3 separate regions of the Zea mays genome follow, and all the other regions are linked to region 3. The links are chromatin contacts, called in public Hi-C maps. All regions are on one chromosome and are shown on one strand. The core of a region is the stretch at or near the end of the contact, and the rest is flanking DNA. Distances in the headings are between cores, read along the strand shown.

Region 1 (4,652 bases), core at 1,755-4,254, 840 kb before region 3:
ATTTAATAATGTAAACAGTAAACAAGATGATCAAGTCAAGAATAAAACCTTTGAAAGGACTTCAGTCAATACAAGCTTAATTTCCTTGTTGATCGCTGCTATTCGAGCAGCTTCAATCTCATCCTGAGTAAGAACGCAATAATTTAAACAAGTGCCATGTTGATACTCAACTTAAAAATATCCAAAAAAATGACAACATGTTGTTCAATGATATGTTCTACTCATTCTGCAACACATAAAAATATCAAAGTTGATTATTATTTTAATCAGTGTTGCTGCTCATGATAGGTTTTTCCAATAACTGGCATATGGGCATAACAAATCTGTAGGACATAAATGAGTCATTGTATAACAAAATGTTTACATGCCCTCATTAGGTTATTTAAAGGCATTGGAGAAATATTGGACATGTCTACATGGAGAGCTGGATAAGGAGGCACTGGAAGGTGGAGTCAAAACCCTGCTGCAGGTGGCCATGGACATACTGGTGTTTAAATTATAGGAACACAGATGTATACTAAAGGAAAAAAGTATTATTTCATACTGGTGTTTAAAAAGGTTGTTGAAAATGGAGGATCATACATTCTCTCCTGTGGAAAATCATTTTAGCATTTGTGTTGAGGGACAATTCCAAAAAGAACAAATTCAATGAGATATCCTTTCTCAAAGACTCAAAGGATTTGTAATAACCATAGGTATGTCAACAATATAGATGGACCTGCTATCCATAGTCTTTCAAAATTATGATATGGTAATGCAAGTAACAACTGGCATGCTAGTTAACATGATACAATTATTCGCTCCATCAGCTATGTTTCAGTCAAGGCAAATTACAGGTGCCATGTACCCAATCCATAACAACAATTAAAACTGCCCCATGAACCATACTGAATTCTAGTTGTTGAGATCAACAATGGTTCCCAATATGTTGCCCTTTTTCAATGTACTGCATAAATGGATAGCTACTGGTGTTTCTATATTTCATTTCACAAAGAGATCAACATTCATCATGCAAATTTAAATTTAAGTGTTTTGTGTGGTTTCTCTATTCCAGGACCTAGAGAACATGCCAGGAGGTTCTTGGTGGTAACTGGCCGGTTCCTGCTAGGAATGTTGGTCGTACCTTCAAGCATTATTGGCCACTGCAACAGTAGTTGAGAAAGCAATTCATCAACAAATTCCAGAAAATTATGTTTGAGATGCACAAAGAATTCATTTCATAAAATTACAATTATTTGCTTCAAACTATCAAAGAACTACAACTTTTAGGATCAGTTTCATGGTACACTACTTGTGCCCTCAGTTCCACAAACCTTCATTGGACCCACCTTTCAATCACACAAATAGTGTGCCCATGCAGATTGTTGTAAGGTTTGAAATAGATGCCTCGGGTAGTTTTACGAAACTGATCCTAGAAGTTTTGTTTTGTGAAATGAACAAAAAACATAATTAATGCCTGATTTTCTTTAGAAGGGCAAAGCAATCATCTTTGCTTTACATACCATCAAGACAACATCCCATGTATAAAGGGTAGATGACAATAGCATCATGAGCTACAACGAAGCTTTTTTGACATGTATCAAGAAGAACAAAGGAGATCATTCCATCCAACATATCCACAAATTCTTCCCCACATTCTTCATACTGTGTAAAGAAGCTATTAAAGCAATTAAAAGGTCTCAATGCTAAGATTAAATAACTTTATAAGAGAGGATGATGCTTTGATGGAGATAATTAAATCATTGGGAAAAGTTATGCCACTATTAAAAGGGTATACATATGTAACTTACAAGATGGGCTACACTTCACAATCACTACCGGTTTAGAATTCATGAGTTTTAAACTTAGCTTTCAATTCGTCATGGTTATAGATCTCTTCATTCACCTGAAAATGACAACCGAAAGATAAAAATGGTGAAAATATGTCAATGAAAATGGCAGACACATGTTAATGCAAAATGAGAACCAAAAAGTGAAAACTTAGCTATATGCGCACCTCACGAACAATTGCAAGCCTTAAAACTGTGCGGAGATAAGAATGACATGCAGTTATTTAGTTAACAGGATCTAATCCTTAAGGTTGCCGCAGAAAGTAAGTTGCAGCAGAATCCCTCCTATTACACAAAGCTATGGCTAGGAGCCATAGTAACGCTATGGGTTCAACCTTACAGAAAAGGAAGAAATAGAGCGAATACTACTGAACTTGAACTACATATAGACCACTTCAACTTCAAGAAAGCACCCAAATTGAGCATATCTACCCTGCTCCAGCTGGAGCAGCACATCTACTGCAAGAATCAAACAGGCAAAATGGGTTAAGAGTGTAGATCAGGACCTAGATTCTAGGTTCCTAGTGATGTTCTGGAAGAGCTGCAACGACAACACCCATCGTCATGAACAGCGGGTACACCTGCGCAGCACCAACCAAACCAACATCACACAGATCAGAGAGAGAGAGGAAGTATGTGTGTGTAATCGTAGAGTCTGAGGAACTCGCCTCCGGTCGGACCCAGTCGTTGGCCCTTAGATTGAGACACGACCGCGACGACGAAGGATGGAAAGACTGGAGAGGCAACGTCGGAGGAGGGGGAGCCGCCACCGCCTGGCGCATCGTTGTTGGCCCCTGATCCACCGCCATCGAGGTCAGGGTCCTGGGTCGCGATGGCGAGCGACTACGGTGGCGCTCGGGAAGCCGGAGGGATGGCATGGGGGAGAGAAGTCTGAGGGGAGACCGGAAGAGTAATGTGGACCTGTGGTATGGCCGTGGCTGAAAATTTGGCGTCCGTCAAAAGTGAGGTTTCACGTCCATGACCCACGGAGCACGCGTGCGTGGCCATCGATAGCACACGTCGTGCGATGGATGGCGTGGAGGCCGCCGAATGCGGACAGGCCTCCAAAAGGGGTCAAGTTTTAATAACTCTGATATAATTGTAGAGAATTTAGTTTTGTGGATGTTAAAATAGAGAAGGCTACTTAAATGAGTACTATAATAGCAATAAAGGTCCGCTAGCTTACTCTTTATGTGGGTCCTGTAGGTCAGTGAAGCAACATCTCTTTCCTTCTTCCCGCAACGACTGCTCGCGCCGTCTCCGGCTCTCCGCTCACCGTGACCGCGTCGCCCCGTACGCCTCCGCCCCGAGGCCCCTCGTCCGGCCACCTCCGCTCGCGTACGCCGTTGTACACTGGGAGGCCCTCGCCCGGCCATCTCCGCTCGCGTACGCTGCCGCCCACGGGGCCACCCTGCCCCGGCCATCTCCGCCCGCCCCGGCCTCGGAGGCGCCGCCCTGCGCTCTCTGGCGCTAATGGCGCCGCCGCGTCCACCCACAGGACCGATCCTCTTCCTGCCCCTCGTCTTCCTCTTCCTCTTTACCACCGCCGCGGCGTCTGCGGCGGCGCCTGAGGATGAAAAGTTCACTGAGGAGCTGCTCCTGCGGCCGCTCCCGGACCGCAAGGCACTGGCACACTTCCACTTCCGCTCCTCTGCGCCCCCCGCTGCCTCCGTTGGTCGGCACCACCACCTCTTCCCCAAGGCCATCTCCCAGCTGGTGCGTGGATCTCTGATGTGGCTGATTTAGGGTTTAAGCTCCAACTGTATACGGCTTTAATTCGCCGTTCATACTGGTACATTAGCCTGGACTAGCATGTAACTAGTTAGTTGTGTTTGTAGATCAATAACACGTTTGATCTGTCTGTGGGTACTCCACTGGGACAGTGAGACAAGCAACTGCACTGCTGCAAAGATTTTATTTTTGGCATATGTACATAGGTGTGTTAAGATGGGAGATCTTTGCTTTGCATTTGTTTCATTTTCCCACCGAGTGATGTCTATCAAGTTGTCCCAAGTGCTGATTTGTTTTTACCCAAAATTGAATCTAGGTGCTGTGGAACCGCTGTGAAATTTAGGTTTTGCAATCTGAACAAAGGCTCAAGCCCATTTTAACTAGAAATGGTCACAGTGGTTGTTGGGTTTGTAAGACAACAAGTCAATGACCCTGAGCATTGGGGGTTCTCTGAAATGGGCACAGTAGTTTGTGGGTTTGTGCCTATTAGGCATTAGCCCCAAATGTTGGTGGCTTTGAGAAATTTACTCTGTATTCTTTTGTTGCCTATTAGGTTTACATATAATAAACTGTCCCTTGTTTATACCTTTAAGTCACAACAACCTGGGCACTGAAGAAAGGGGCCCTCCATTTCTTATATGCTGCCACATTTTATGAATGACTGAGAAGTGAGAACCTCTATTAACATTATTCTGCTTTGTCAATATCAGGTTAAGAAATATCATATTAGCGAGTTGGAGCTATCTTTCACCCAGGGAAGATGGAACTATGAGCAGTGGGGTGGATTTGATCCTATGTCAACTAATAATGCAAAGCCTCCTGGTGTTGAGCTGTGGGCAGTTTTTGATCTTCCTTTGTCTGAGATCGATGCAACATGGAAGAACCTGACACATACACTCTCTGGCCTGTTTTGTGCATCCATCAACTTTTTGGAGTCCTCCACTGCATTTTCTGCTCCTCGCTGGGGCTTCAAACTGAACGAAGGCAATTTGCGATATGGTGCATTGCCTCGTGAAGCAGTATGCACTGAGAATCTGACACCTTGGTTGAAACTTCTTCCATGTCGTGACAAAGCTGGGATAGCTTCTTTGC
Region 2 (4,803 bases), core at 651-3,150, 710 kb before region 3:
CAACAGACTGGCCACCGGGCCCCTGGTGAAGCACGTGCGATCGTGGAGAAATGGAGGAGTGCGGGAGAAGAAATGGGCCGGTTGCAGGGAACTGGGCCAAAAGTGAGGTAGCCGGCCCAGTAGGAGAGAAACTGTTTTCCTTTTTTTTTCTTTTGTTCATTTCCATTTCTCATTTTTTTTAATTTTCAAATTTGGTTTTGGATTTCAATTTCAATTAAATGCACAATCATAAGAACCAGCATGAGATGTCATTATATTTGTGTATAAATATATATATATATATTATTCATTCATTTATTATTTTACATAAGCAATTTCTTTTAAATATGTAGCACACATGTAATTATTTTAGGAAAAGTAGTTTATATTGTATGGTTTCTTATTAAAAATAAATGTTCTCACATTAATACTTATAAACTTCAATAAAGGGCTAATTTATATAAGAATCTTTTTTTTTATAAAACCTTATTTAAGGAGATGTGACTTCAATGTTATGGGAATTCTAAGGAAAAAAATAATAATTCTATTTCAAGATCTTTGAAATTTTTTTTACTATATTCTCAAAATGAGATTTAGGGTGTTACAGTATGAGTCGTAGTTTTTGACCTACAACAATTTATTGATCAGGTACGCACCATAATTTTTGATCTAAAACCTGACCCAACTCGAGAAAACCCTGACCTGACGACCCAACACATCCAACAAGGAGGTACGAGCTAACCCGATCTGACCCGACACTAGACACATGTTGAACATGGGCCGTGTTAAACAACCCACGATCCAACCTTGACCCGAGCTAAATCTGACCTGACCCGGCGTTTGAATAGGTCTACCTTGGGGTGTGTTGACAGTCAATGCCTACCCAACTAGAAGGACTAAAAAATTAATGGAGTATGCAACTTATTTTTGAGGTTTAGCTATTGTTGGGGGCCTTCGTCTTCCGAAGGTCCTCAAAAACACGATTTAACAATGTTTCCCAAGTGTAATGAATGTATAGGTACCTTCGGACTCAGAACAAAGCTGTACATAATATGGAAAGCATGGTCTGGACGAAGGTTGAACCAGCTCCGAAGCTACACGTAAGGAAGCTTCGGCTCAGTAGCAGAAAAAGGAACCGACTTAAATAGGAAAAGGCTATCTAGTCCTCATCGATAAATTGTCCTTAAGTCAATAGTAAACATAAAGGGCATGAATGTAATTTTATACAGGCTGCGCCCTGTGCTTATAAATAGATGAACAGTACCCTAATACTGGAGACACTGACGAATACTCATCCGTGCGTCACGCTTGCACCTTCGCTTTCTATCAAGCCAAAGGTATAAATGTAATTCAATATCGTTCTTATTCATTCATGATTATATAATAAAAGAAATATCAACGATGTCATATGATTATTCATGTTATTTCTCATGTTTTATATGCTTCGTCTTTCATTAATATATACTGTGATGATGAAGGCACAACCTTCATAACCTTCGTCCAAAGATTATTATTCCCTAGGAAAATAATGCTTCGTAGGACGAAGGACATTAACCATTAACCTATTTTTGTGTTGCTTTGTTCTTAATTCATATCATTTGAGAACAAGTCCCAACAACTATGTTAAAAAATTTGAAATAGTTATAAGGGTCTACTTTGAAAACTTAAATCTCCTTCTGTTTTTGGAGGGAATTGGAGAAGAAATCAACTAATTTCTCCATCACCTATAATCACAGAGTAGAATTGAGTCTTCAAAATAGGTCTAAATAAATCTCCACTGTGATTGCTAGTACTCCTATCTAATAAAAATAGTATTAGATTTGTATATAAGTTGTTTGTGTTTAGAATAAGCTTCAATTTCAGTTGTACTCCATGACCGAAAAGTGAATTAAAAAAACTAAAACAAGAAAGAACAAATTCTCTAAAAAACACCTAGCGGAAAAAGAAAAGGAAAAAAGTCGCCCCTCCGTTGGGACCTAATTCACGCGTTTCAGGGCTCCTCCCATTTCGTCGGCTTCGTTTGTCGTCGTCGTAAGCTGCAGCTAGTGTGGACTGGAGATCCACCACTCCACCAGTCCGGTCCATCTGCTGGACCTCGATTGGTTTCTTCTTACCTAGGTAAAGCTCTGCAGGATCCTTTCTGCATATGATTGATTAGTCCGTATCGTCCTAGCTGGGATGGATGCCCCGATCCACCAATTCTGTTGCGGATTTGTTCGCTCTGTGGTTCCGGTGGTAGCAGATGTAGTTTTTTCCCTCAAATTTTGTTCGAGTTGTTAATCCTGCACCTGATTCTTGCACGTGCTGGGGCGGGGTGGCGGCGGATCGATGATAGATTCGTGCGATCCTTTTGGCTCATGTTGAGGTGTATATGTCGTGCAGGAACATCCGGGGATGTCGACTCCTGCGAGGAAGAGGCTGATGAGGGATTTCAAGCGGTTGATGCAGGACCCTCCGGCCGGCATAAGTGGCGCCCCGCAGGATAACAACATAATGCTGTGGAATGCTGTCATATTTGGGTATGATGCAGAATCCCCCCGCCCCCTTTTCCCCACTTCTTAGTTTGAATTGTAATATTTGACATCGTCTTTGGATATGCTTATTTCTTTTACAGACCTGATGATACCCCGTGGGATGGAGGTTAGTGAAGCTAATTTCTGCTGCAGTTTTTTGCTTACTCTTTGACCAGACCAAACTCATCGTGTGCTTATCCAAACAATAAGTTGCATCTGCATGACTGCATATGCTGCTGCTAGTTTTGCCTGCACAACACACGACTTACGTGACCATGTGATACAGAATATAACAATTGACTATTAGGCATTAGTTGACTTGCAGGTGGCAAGCTGAAGTTTTCAGTCATCTGTGTTTGTTGACCTTACTGTCAAATGCACGGCTGATGTAGAGTACAAATTCCAAGTTAAGATGGATAGAGGAAACTGACCCCAAATTCAATGGAACTTTATAATGTAGCATGCTAACACTAGTGTCAATCTTGGTAAGAGATGACATCAAATTAATTTCTAAAGCAAATAGTAATAATTATTAACGACAAAGCTATTGTTAAACCTAGTGACAATTCTTTTTCTTCTCATAAAAAACATCACAATGACCATTGCTACACGAAAACATGCAAGCCCAAAGTGTCTTTGTTGCTTGTTTAGGGTCAGCCAATACTGTGGTATTTATTATACACACACACGTGCGCGCGCGCGCATAGAATGATTGATTCAGACAGAATAACAAGTTAAGAAATTAGCTGGATGAGCCCCATTATTCACACAACAGCTCTTAGATTCTGTGTCACTAGCTTGTCTTTCTGAGCTTACTACATGGTTTGCTTCTGTCCTTTGACTGATATGCTAACTCCTGTTTTATTCTCAGGTACGTTTAAGCTGACTCTCCAGTTTAATGAAGAATATCCAAACAAACCACCAACTGTGCGATTTGTTTCTAGGATGTTCCATCCTAACAGTAAGTTGTTTCTCATCCATATTTACAAGATTGCATAAGAAATAAGTTGATCTGATTTTGTCTTCGCTGTGATGTACTTTTTAAGATTCCAAAGCATGTTTGTTCTTCTCCCTAGGGTTTAGCTGTTCAAAGTGCTCAGTCATCATAGACCATTTTGTTGGCAAATTTTCTGTGTCTGCAGTTATCTTCTTGACGTATCATATATGTGCTGTGATTATTGAATGCCTATATTTTTACACGAATGAGTTTTCCAAATGCATGTGCTGCCATTGATTTTGAACCAATGGATCTGGCTTTTTTTTTCTCCTCTGGCTTATTTTTATACAACCAAGCTTGTCGATGTTCCAGAGGCCATTCTGGTTTATCTGTTGGAACGGAATGTCTCGTTACCAGACAATACCACTGTACCATTCCAGAGTATAATGAATGAATAGAAAATATATCATTATTATATTTATAATAAATGTCTTTTTGGCACAATATTTGGATATGTTTATTGTATATACAAATGCATGTGTATTTCTTATGCCGCATAAATTTCTACTTATTATAGTCAGGTTTGCACACACATGGCAGATACCTATATATTACTAAACCTACTGCTCTTCCAACAAAAACAATGGTGTAGCTATTGCTGCTTCCCTATTCAGTTGCTTGCATGGACATTGCCTTACCTTTTCTTCACTCTGAATAGCAAGAAAGAAGCATTCTTCTCTCTATCCTTTTTCTTATCCTTGCTGCCATGGTTGGATGGCCCACGGGCCCTGTCCCATGCGACCGGTGCTCCGTTGAGGAGCTGAGGTTTCATCGGCACTCCACGGCTGGGAAGCAGACATCGCGTCCCTGCCGCCAGAAGGAGGAAGCAACAGCAGCTGTCCCTTTAGAGTCCATTGTTACTTGTTGACTGGTCCAGCATGCACGAAACACTAGATTTTGGCTGTAACAGATAGAACCTGCAGAATTAGCCGGAATAATGTCTGCTACAGGATATATTCTCTGCAGTACCAGTGTACATGTTGGTACGAAGCAATTCGGCCATTCCAGACATTACCGGAACGAGATTAATAACTATGGATACAAATTTTCTTAACTATAGGATGGTACTATCTTCTACTGTCCACTTATATGTCACCCTGGCATGGAACTCTGGCTTCATTTCTCCTCTGGCTTATTCTGATACAACTCTCTTAACTATATGATGGTACTATCTTCTAATGCCCACTTATATGTGTCACCCTGACATTTTTCTCATATGCAGTTTATGCTGATGGAAGCATATGCTTAGATATCCTGCAGAATCAGTGGAGTCCGATATATGATGTAGCTGCGATACTCACGTCAATCCAGGTA
Region 3 (4,436 bases), core at 1,222-3,721:
CATGACAACATGGGACCAGGATTAATAGGAGCAACCTGTCAACACGGATTTGCTGTCAGCAAAGATTCCTGACCCAGGTAGATTAGATGCGAAGATTCCTTGTTTTTTTGGTCGGTTCTAAAGAATGCCCAAGCTTATTTGGATAAATTGCTCATTTAGTCATTCGGTTCTAAAGAATCTTTTCTTTTCCCATAAACTCATATTTAGCTTTTTGCATGCTTCCGACAATACTTTGGGCAGGCATTGTTTTGTATAAAAAAACTTGCCGGGGAGGAATAGACCGTCCTCCCGGTTTGGCTGGCACTCAAGGCGCACACACCCCCTTCACGGGCTGAAGAAGAGAAGGTCCCGAACGAGAAAATCCTGACCCCCATCACTCACGGGTCTACCGGCCCAAGGCAGCAGGGACATGCCCAAGGCAGCAGCGACATGCCAGTGTCTGCTAGTTCTGAAACTAGTTTTTATTGTGCCAGATATCAGTTGCGAGTTTAGTCTATATAGATCCTCAAATGAAGTAATTACACAGGTATTAGGTCGTGGCAACCCATTGTCATCCAATCAGGCTGTATATGTTCGATGCGGTATCCGGTTGCAGACCGTAAGAATTATATTTTCTATTTGTCTTTTGATTTGGTTTTCCTCTAAACTTGTGGGCCCTATTGGGATGGCAATGGGTGAGTTTGGTGTAAGGATGGTAGCATGTGGAGTTTGGGTCGGTTAGAGTAAAAACCTATATGCGGTCTTACCTACCTAAACTGGCATGTGATCACACCCGGGTGTAATTACAAACTTGCACTCGACCTTGCTACTCGTAGGTTTTACTTAATGTATTCTTTTAAATAATAATTGAACATAAGCAATTAAATACCAACAGTAATTGAGTTATGTCTATAGATTTAATCCTTATCATGTTGAGTAACAACAAAACGTTTCATGAATCATTAGCCAAAGTACTTATTTAAAATAATTAGTATTATATCTTAATCATTTTTACGTAATCTTAATTATTTTTACGTAAGATAAAGAATGAATTAAATTTTAAGTCGGCTGTGTGTCACCTGTGGGTTGAAATAGAAAACCAGGTTGAAATAGAAAACCAGACGCACACCCACAAGACTTCATATTGGGTGTGGGTTACACTCTATGTCAACCCATAGCCACACTCGTCGGGTTTCGGGTCGGGTTTCGGATTTGCAGATTAAATTGCCATTCCTAGTGTCTGATGCGGGTGGAGCAAACATCGAGCCAAGTTGATAGACACATTAAGCCATACCCACACCATTAAAATGTCTAATGGGTGGATTTTTACGCTCCCACCTACACCTGATGGCTAAATGTAAATAATTAAATAAAAGCTCCACAGATAGTAAGAAAAACACATAATTATTTAGAAACACACCTCATATAATTATTTATTAGAAGCACATAGTACATAACGTAATACCAATTCATATTCTAAAGAAGTGAATACGAGTAGATAACCTAGGGTTTTATTGGAACGGACCAAAATTTGTGTGAACAATGACTCAAAATTAGTATTTTAGAGCCCATTTGACACTCATGGGTGAAAAGTCACGTCCAACCTTGACCCATCATTTTATGTCAGGTTGATTTTAGACCTAATCTGAAACCCAGACCCATATCTAATGGTGTAAAACCCATAGACAGCCACGCTCGTGTGCACGACTGCCATCCTTAATTGGGGCGTATCACTTGTTCTTCACAAGTTTGTATCACCACACTTAGCTAGAGATATATATTTATTTTGAAATGAATATAATTTTGACTCAATAAAATGTTTAAAAAAAGTCTTGGTAAAAATCCTGAGTTTCTTATGGACACATTAGAGCTGGTTTGGTGGAAAGAGAAATGAAGAGGATCCATATAGAAGGATCTGCTAAAATTGAATAGCAAGGGATCCTTGCTATGTCCTGTTCATTAAATCAACCCTTAAAAACATGACGCTGGTAACATTCGAGCGGAGATAAGATCCACACCTGCTGGGCCTCATCGCGGAGCACGCCTCACCGCTCTAAGGGCATGTACAGTGGAGAGACACCAAAACGGTTCTCCAAACACAGGAGACAACTAAGAGACTATATTGTACAATGGAGTGTCTATAAACGTAGTCTATTAATAAATACAGAATTAAATGTATTTGTATAGCATCAGATCGATAGAACAGACGACAAATTCGTACAGTGGAAAGTGAGGCGTCTGTTGTTACTTGGTTTACGAGCCAGAGGCGTCTCTTCACGGAGAGACGGCTCTAAGATTTTTTTGCAAATAACCCCCTAAAACACCTTAAGAGCCCCCACATTAAACACCACTGTACATGCCCTAACGTCACGGGCGCTGGCAGCGGACGCTGCAGTTCGTCACCTCGTCCCCCCCCCCCCCCCCCTCCTCCTCGTAACCTACCCGCATAAAACCTCGCCGTCTCGGACCAAATCGCCACTCACTCGTTAGTTTAAGTGTGAGGCCGCCGCGTGTGGCCGTGTGGGCTTCGGTGGCGGCGCATGCGTGGCGAGCGCTCTAAACCTGCTGCTTGTTCCCGCTCGCGGCGGCCGGTGACCACACCACTGAAACCAACAGCCCTTGGAACAAAAGCGGCGATGAGGAAGGGCGCCGCGCTTGGCGCCGGGCCGGTTCCCGACTGGCGCTCGTCGCCGGATCTGCGCCTCCCCGGGGCTACTCTGGTCCCCGCCCCGCTGCGCCGCGCCGGATTACGGACCTGTGGCGGGCGGCGTTGCTTCGGCGGTAGGGGCTGGGGTTGGGGACCGTGGCGGCGCGGTCCGCTGCGGGTTTTGGTCGGGGCCGTGGTCGGGCAACGCGGGATCTGAGCCGCCTTTTGATGGACCCTTTTCGATCGATTGTCTGGATTTGGTATGCTCTCTGATTCTTCCTTGCCTTGTCCTCGCCGCCGCCGCCGTCGTCACCGGTAGCGCGCCGCCGTCACCTGCACAGTGTTCCGCTAGGGTTCCTCCCTCGCAGCTGGTTGCCTGGTTCGTGCCGTGTGTGCCTGGGCGTTGCTCTGTTGGCTCTTGGTTGTGCAGCTTCTGCTCACGTGGTGGGAATCGGGAAAAAGGAAGCTGGTCTGGGCCGCTGGGCGAAATTTCAATCCAGCCAGCCAGGCTGATCGTTCCTAAACTAATTGGACGATTAGTCGCGCCGACTAATCGGATGATCTGATCGCGTCGTTACCCTTGATCGGGAGTTACGATCAGCCCATTAATCGCGGCTAATCGGACGTTCTGAAAACATTTACCAAGTGCAGAAAGATTGGGAGTTGAGACAGGCAGTGGGTTATCTTCTCCCGTTCGCTAGTTCTCTCGCTCTCCTGGCGAGACTTGGACCACTGCCACCATATGTCAGGTACCCAGGTCTTTGTGAGCAAGGCTAATGATTTGTCCTGTTGATGCTCTACCATGATCTAAGAATGCTCTTCTTCACTTGCCTTCCTGCTGTATTTGATTCTGGGACCTGGGTCAATGTTTGTGGGACTAATATGCCTGGTCAGTTGCATCCCATAAGCTCCTGCCCAAGTGCCATCGAGATCAAAGCCATAAAAATTTCCTTATGGGGGCAATGATCAATAACCATGGCTGACATATGCGCCTTTGAGCAATCAAGGCTGCTATGGGTATCAAACTGGAGCCCTTCCTCTTCTCTCCTGGGAACCTTTTCAGTTATGTTCTAATGATAGTGGTTCTGTCCTTGGATGGTCATGCCATTCTGTGTGTGATAACCAGGGCAGCTCCACTTATAACATCAGGACAAGTTGATCTGGTGCTCGGAGATGGTGGGGTTACCAGTTAAATGATTGAGCAAAGGCGAAGCTGAGCCCCCCTCAACACACACGCGCGCGCGCACACACACAACGAAAAGGGAAGAAGAAAGCACATTATGTTGTATCTTCACTTCTTCTGTTGAGTATGTTGTTGCTCCATGTTTTCTTTCCAAACCTACATATTTTATGACTCCATTACTTTTGTTGCATTTGTGGAACACACCAATCATTTACATTTGGATTCTGTTCATTAGTAGGTTGAGATGTTCCCTAGTTTCTGATGTTGATTCTGCTATAATTGTTTGCGATAGTATTGTTTTGCTTGATGGAAACTTTTTGATAATTTTGTTCATCCAGAATTTATTTCAGTAATTTCTTGAGTTATGTCTCAGTACTCCTGTTGTAGCTGGGTGACTTTGGACTTAGGAGAGCATTGTGTTTTAGCAATTACTTCCTGTAGGCCATCACAACTATTATAGGCTTGCAAGGTGCATCATTGATCCATTTTGGTAGTTCCTATGCATTCCTTTGTTTTCCAGATATTTTTTTGTTGCTTATCTGTTGATCTTCCTTTCTTGTTTGGAACTATTCATCAGCGGCTGTGATGTCAAATATTAAGATGAATGAGCAAAGGCGAAACTGATCC

Evidence for each region. Hi-C and Micro-C count contacts between places; a contact is called where the count stands out from the background.
Region 1: a Hi-C map of ear shows a contact between it and region 3, with 2.6 times the contacts expected there. The contact joins the promoter of LOC103629437 here to the enhancer-like site in region 3. A contact is called at or near these places in 2 of 25 Hi-C or Micro-C datasets (bundle sheath and ear).
Region 2: a contact with region 3 is called in a Hi-C map of ear, with 2.7 times the contacts expected there. The contact joins the promoter of LOC100284762 here to the enhancer-like site in region 3. A contact is called at or near these places in 3 of 25 Hi-C or Micro-C datasets (bundle sheath, ear and endosperm).

What each region holds. Positions count from the first base shown.
Region 1 is chr6:75,799,735-75,804,386 of Zm-B73-REFERENCE-NAM-5.0, reverse strand. LOC103629437 (GPI transamidase component PIG-T) reads left to right here and starts at 3,004. Exons shown (of 5, transcript XM_008650557.3): 1 at 3,004-3,545; 2 at 4,271-4,652. The coding sequence starts at 3,303.
Region 2 is chr6:75,660,567-75,665,369 of Zm-B73-REFERENCE-NAM-5.0, reverse strand. It overlaps LOC100284762, which reads left to right and starts at 1,900. Exons shown (of 6, transcript NM_001157657.3): 1 at 1,900-2,097; 2 at 2,362-2,498; 3 at 2,594-2,619; 4 at 3,364-3,453; 5 at 4,712-4,800. The coding sequence starts at 2,374.
Region 3 is chr6:74,954,681-74,959,116 of Zm-B73-REFERENCE-NAM-5.0, reverse strand. LOC103629430 (a long non-coding RNA gene) reads left to right here. Exons shown (of 2, transcript XR_554382.4): 1 at 1-77; 2 at 241-689. Among protein-coding and RNA genes, the nearest start is that of LOC100273426, 9.8 kb to the right of the region's middle. Within about 2 kb of position 2,471, at least 16 of the 20 cell types and tissues checked have an H3K27ac peak or open chromatin away from gene starts, as enhancers often do. A contact at or near this core is called in ear and endosperm, where this site is marked.